Regions from separate parts of the Mustela erminea genome. Here region 1 is linked to region 2. The links are chromatin contacts, called in public Hi-C maps. All regions are on one chromosome and are shown on one strand. Each heading gives the region's core, a stretch centred on a gene start, on an enhancer-like site or on the middle of the called end of the contact. The rest is flanking DNA. Distances are from core to core; before and after follow the strand shown.

Region 1 (2,984 bases), core at 257-2,756, 260 kb after region 2:
TGATATTACTGGGATAACTGGGAAAATTTGAAACATAGGCTGCATTTTGGACAACAATGCTATCCCAACACATTATTTGTACTGTGATTATGTAGGAGAACGTCCTTGTTCTTAGCAGATACTCGCTGAAAGCGGTGAAAGGCACTGGTGTCCACTACTAACTCTCAAAAATTAGGCGGAAGTAAATACTGTACGTGATTTAGAGAGCGCAAGTGAGCAAGCACACAAACAAAAGCCAAAACGTGCATCTAAGTGAAAGGTTTATAAATATTCAGTGGATCCTTCTTGCAACTTTAGATTCAAAAATTTTCAAAATAAAGAGCTGGGAAGGAAAAAAGGAACAGCGTAAAAAAAATATGTGTATACAAGTCCACACTACAAGTAAAAGTGTAAAGCCTTTTGTAGGCCTGTATTCTAAGTACAGCGTTGGGTGCATTAGTGAAAAAGATAAACATGTAAACAGTATCTACCAAAAGAAAATAAGAATGTCTTGTAAAGGGCGAATGAGATGAATTAATTATTTTAAATATCTTTGTTCCACAATTTGTGCCACAACCAATCACTAACTGATACTGCGCATTCAAGGCAAATTTTACATGGTAACTGTATCTAATAAAATTTAATCTTTCCACAGGGGAGGAAAAAAAAAATACTAGCCCATTCTAGTTGGATGCCTTTGAACTGCCCAATAGTCCACAGATCCAAGTAGAGGTAAATTTTGTACCCGTCACATATTTTCTAGGACGACCCTCTCCTTTCCCAACTTCCCAGCAACACTCACTTCACCAAAAGGTTGTCTCAAAGTCCCTATAAAAATAGTTCCCATAAAAACACAGTGTTTTACTGGTTCCCATATGAACGGCTCGATCCCAAAAACTAACAGCCCAGCTTTCCTCCCAGCTGTTCCCCGAACCGATGTCAGGAAAAAGCAGGAAGCCGCACAGTAACCGCTCACTACCTCACTGCCGAATGCGCAAGAATCTGGGTTTCAACCCAGCATTTTAAAACAACAACAACAACAACAACAACAACAACAACACCCTCACTTGTAACATAACCTAGTACTGAACTATGCGGGGGTGGGGGCGAGAGAGGGACTCGGGAGGGCGCTGGAACCCCCAGCGCCCCCACATCCACCCCGAACCCCGTGCGCACCCTCTTCGACCGCCCCGGGACGCTGGGGGTCCCCACCCGCGGCGGCCCCCGACCCCGGCCCTCCGAGGGGCCGCACAGGCGTGACGGGGCCCCCCAGCCCCTCCTGACCCCGCTCACTCTTCATCCTGGATACGGAAGCCGACGACAAGCCGTTGCCGACACCGGACGCAGAAGAAAGGGCCGGAAAGGACGGCCGCCTGCTGCCACTCCTCTGAAGCAGGGTCCGGAGCTAGGACCTCCGCGCCGGCCCGCGACAGAAAGCGTTAGGATACGGCCGCCATGTTGTGTCCCTGTCGCCCTAGCAACCGTCGGGCCCCGGACGCCTCGAGGCTGCCGCCCGCGCGTGCGCGAGACGCCACGGCCGCGTCCCTCGGCCCTAGGCGTACGCGTGCGCACTGCGACCCGCCTCCTCGGTCTGGTGCCTGAGCAACCGCCCCAGTCGCTTTTCCGGACGGCTCCCGGCCTTCGAGGAGTGCAGGGCGCCCTCCGGCATCGCTATCCCCGTCCGCCGTGCGAATTCAGCCATTTGAGACCTAATGCCAGAGCGACCGTGGAGCTTTAACTAGGCTGGGGACGCACTAGGTAACTGTCAGGCCATACCCGCTCGTCTGCCTGCCTTTGAGCCCCCGCGTGGCTGTTTCTGTTGGGACCGATGGAGTGTAAGACACCCGCAGTCTAACTGTGGGCTTACGTGGACTCTTTCTCCAGAAACTCTGTGCCCACACACAGAGCATCTACACAGGAATTTCCTTGCCCCTGACACTTGCCTGGACACAGGATATCTGCTAAGATCCGGGGAAAGATCAAAACATGACAACGTGCAATTTTTAATTCCTTCATGCGTCTCAGTCCCTCTCTCTTGTCCCTCCTTGAGGACATATTCTTCTCTGGAAGCCGGAAGCTTTCTCCTCTGTAAGCCACTGCAAGTGAGACCTGAATGCTTCCAGTGGTGGCTCAGCCTTTCTTACTTGTCCCCTACTGACCGGATCGCATCTTGGCCAGGGACAAAACACCTGCTCAGATGCGCTCTACCCTCAACCCTGCCTTCCTCCCTGTCCCCACGAGACACCTTGTGCACACCCTGCACACCCCTCCACCTTTTTCTACCCACCTCACCTCTTGCTGGACCCAGCCTCTTCCTTCCAGCCCCAGGGTGACCAAGTCTCCACAGTCGCCTGTCGTTTACAGGATAAGTCCCCATTTCTCACCCCATATACAATCTCCATCCACCCGAAATCTTCTGGCCCAACACTTTGCCCATCCCATCCTCCTCTGACGTCTTCCTGTCCGAAATCATTTTGGTTTAGAAAGTTATTTTTCCTTCCTCAAATAATGTTTTTAATATATTTAACGTACATTTAATTATTTTAATAACTATAAATTATAATTTTATAAATATATTACTTATTTAAATTATTGTATAAAATAGATATTTAATGTTTTGACTATCATGTTTAATATATAATGATATGTAAAATACAGTATGATGTATTATGTTCTTTTATAAATTTGGTAGCTATTCTGTGTCATGGTTGCACCATTCCCTATTTAATTGCTCCCCTACTGATGGATATCCAGGTTGTTTCTAATAGTTTGGTCTTTCGAACATTGCTGCGGTGATCAACCCTGTACATACATTATTTCCCGTATGTCCAAGTGTATCTAGAAGAGAAATTCCTAAAGTGGAGTTTCCAAATCAGAAGTATCTACTTTGACACTTTGGCTTCTTTTTGAAAATGGAGTCAAAGTCATCTAACATAGAATTAACCGTTTTATTTTTATTTTTTTTTAAAGATTTTATTTATTTATTTGACAGACAGAGATCACAA
Region 2 (3,309 bases), core at 304-2,803:
AGGTCGCTGTGGGCTTCTGGGTCTCAAATGGTGTGTGGTCAATGCAGAGCTCACTAGCCTGCACCTAAAAGATTTCCCTCTTCGTCCCTGTCCCTAAGCCAAAGGACACAAAGCTGGGAGATTCCCAGCAGAGTGCTTAGCACTGAGTGAGCATCCGGTGTCAGCTCCTGGTGGGGCCGTTATTGTTCAAGGCCATTATGATCACTGCACAAACTCATTGCAGTTGCTTTACGTTTTTTCTCAGGGAAGCTCATTTAGATCTGTTTGGGCATATCACACAAAGGTGGACTGACGGAGGGCCGGAGGACGGGGTATTAACCTGCCCCCTCCTCCATGAGCTCCTTAAAGACAAGAATCATCTGATTAGTTTCTGTGTTCCAGCACACCCCCCGCCCCCAGGGCTTGGCATTGGGTAATTGAGCAAGGAGAAGCATACTGTATGTTTCCAAGTTTTCCAAAGATGATTTGGGGGAATCGAATCATCCCATCACCATCCTACCAATCGGGACTCAGCTCTGTGACTGTGCACTCTGTTACAAAAATAATGTCTTTGGCTTCCATTCCTCCACCCAATTTAAGAAGCAAGTTATGAGTTTGAATTTTCAAAGGCCAATTAATGCTCCTTAAAAGAAACTGTCATCACTAAACCAAGAATGTGGGCAGCCTGGACTCTCACCCTTATGTCTTCTCAGGCTAAGGGAGGAGATCTAGGTGGATGGGGGGTGTGGGGAGCTTTAGCTGGCAGGCATCTCCGCCCCAGAGGCGGAGGCCCATGGAATGACAGGGCCAGCCCTCGCTGCTAGGAGAGCATCACTGTTCTAGAAAGATGCTCACACCGAGGTCTCCCCCTAGGTCATCACGGCATCCCAGGGGGAATTATCTCATCATTAGCAGCCAGCATCTACATCTTGGCTTTACCCCACCGTTCAGGTGGGTGTCATCTCCTGGCTGTACCTGACACCGCCTCTGCAGAGATCCAGCCCCAACCTTCAGGCCCCCCTGTCTTTGTAAAGTCTAGTTCCTCCGCTGGGACTGTCCCCTTCCCCACCACCCTCTTTCCAAACTAGCAACGCGTCCAGCCCCCTCATGTCCTGTCCCTCTGAAAAACGTCCTCACTCTTCACGCGTATATCTAATAACACATAAGTCACCACTATGTTTTAGCACTCAACACATTGCAGTCATTCGTCCAACGCAATAATACAGGCTAAATGCTGAGAGCAATGTCGGTCACACGCTAACTGCTCCAAAAACACGTTAGCTCTCGTCACGAACGCCGTTCATTCATTCAATATTCACGGAGCGTCTCGGGCTCTGTGTCGCAGCTGTAGTCCCCGACCACCCTACGCCGCCCACGCGCCAAGTCAAGATCCCACCTTTAGGGTTTGCGCTGCGGGGGAAACGCGGGACCCGCCCAGCGCCGGGACTACAGATCCCAGAAGGCTGCGCGGCGGCGTCGCCGGGGGCCCGCACGCGCGCATGCGCAACGTCGTGACGCCGCGGCGGCGAGCGGGCGCTAGTGGCTGAGGCGGCGGGCCGCGGGCGGGGCGGGCCGGCGGGCGGCGGCCTTTAGGGCGGAGCCGGCGCCCGCTCCCTTCAGTCGGCCGCGGTTAGCGGACGGTCGACTTCGGGCGCCCGTTTCTCTTCGTTCGTCCGCTCGGCGCTCGCTCTCGTGCGGAGCCGCGGCCGCCTGCCCAGCGCTCCCTGCGGGTCCCGAGCGCGGCGCCATGTCGGAGCCGGGCGGCGGTGGCGGCGAGGACGGCTCGGCCGGCCTGGAGGTGTCGGCCGTCCAGAACGTGGCCGACGTGTCGGTCCTGCAGAAGCACCTGCGCAAGCTGGTGCCGCTGCTGCTGGAGGATGGCGGCGAGGCGCCGGCTGCGCTCGAGGCGGCGCTGGAGGAGAAGAGCGCCCTGGAGCAGATGCGCAAGTTCCTGTCGGACCCCCAGGTCCACACGGTCCTGGTGGAGCGCTCCACGCTCAAAGGTGCGGGGCCGGGGCCGGGGCCGGGCGGCCGGGGCCGGGGCTGGGGGAACGGGACGCCGGGACGCCGGACGCCGGACGCCGGGGCGGGAGCGGCCTCCGCGCTGCGGACGCCCTGCGGGGTGGGTCCCCGCGGCCGCCGGGCGAGGCCGGCGCCACACCCCCTGCCAGGCGGGAGTCCCGGGGGTGCCCCCTTCCGGGTCGCGGGGAACGGAGAGCGGGTGGCCCCGTCTTGCCGTCACGCAACACAATGGGCTCGCTTTGTCTGCTCGGGCCTCAAGATGGCCGAGTTGGGTGGAGACAGGGTCTCCCGGGCTGAGCGCGGGCGGAGGCCGCATCCCGGCCTCCAATGTCACATGAGCTTTTCGGTTTCGATTTGTGGCCGGGCCGGGCCGTCCTCGCGAGGGATGTGTCAGGGGCAGACCCGCGGAGCCGTGCGCGGCCTGGGTGTGGGGGTCGGAGCTGACGGGGGCCTGGCCGGCTCCCGAGCGTCCTGGCACTGCCCTGTGCGGACCCGGATGGGAGGCCCAGGGAGGGACAGACAGGGCCGACCGGGGCCGCGAGCAGAGCATCCCCGTTCCAGGTGGATGTGCGCTCCCAGGTCGGCCTCTAGGTCCTCACGGCGTCCTTGCCGTCTGGGTGTATCTCTCTCTCCGTCTGTCGCAGACAGGCTCCGCGGAGATGACTCGCCCCAAGTCAGCAGCTCATTGCGCTCCCTGGACTGGAATCAGCGTGTCGTGTCCAGTACACTGCTGGGTTTCGCTAACCATACCTTTGTGTTTCTGTAGTGCCTAGATGATCCTAATAGTGACCCTGTGATGTTTGAATTTCGTTTGTGGAGTTTTTATTGTTTTATCATTACTATTACTATTAAGATTTTATTTTTCTGTCAGAGCGGGCACAAGCAGGGGGAGCAGCCGGCAGGAGGAGAAGCAGATTCCCCGCTGAGGAGGGACCCCAATGCGGAGCTCGGTCCCAGGACCCTGGGATCATGACCTGAACAGAGGACACACACTTAGCCGACTGAGCCACCCAGGCACCCCTAGCTGACAGATATTTTAAAGAGGGAGACTCTGGTTAGGCACCTACACGGGGAGAGGAGGCAGAAGATTTGAACATCCCAGCAGTCTCCTCTAATAGTGACCTTCCCAAGCAAGGCTACATCCCTCTTGAGAACTGAGCTTGTCTTCAGGGAGAGTTCCTGGACTCCGCAGTACCACTTGGTAGTTGATGATGAGTGTATTTGACAGCGCAGAATGGGTGTGGCACTGGCCCGGGAACCCAGGGGGTGATGTTCAAGGAAATTTTACCCTTAGAACTAAGGGATTGG

The links. A called contact is a pair of places that touch in the nucleus more often than the background predicts.
Region 1: a contact with region 2 is called in a Hi-C map of spleen, with 4 times the contacts expected there. The contact joins the promoter of MOK here to the promoter of DYNC1H1 in region 2. A contact is called at or near these places in 2 of 3 Hi-C or Micro-C datasets (skeletal muscle and spleen).

What each region holds. Positions count from the first base shown.
Region 1 is chr5:144,112,588-144,115,571 of mMusErm1.Pri, forward strand. It overlaps MOK (MAPK/MAK/MRK overlapping kinase), which reads right to left and starts at 1,507. Exons shown (of 11, transcript XM_032345339.1): 1 at 1,273-1,507. The coding sequence starts at 1,279.
Region 2 is chr5:143,848,303-143,851,611 of mMusErm1.Pri, forward strand. DYNC1H1 (cytoplasmic dynein 1 heavy chain 1) reads left to right here and starts at 1,554. Exons shown (of 78, transcript XM_032345314.1): 1 at 1,554-1,982. The coding sequence starts at 1,727.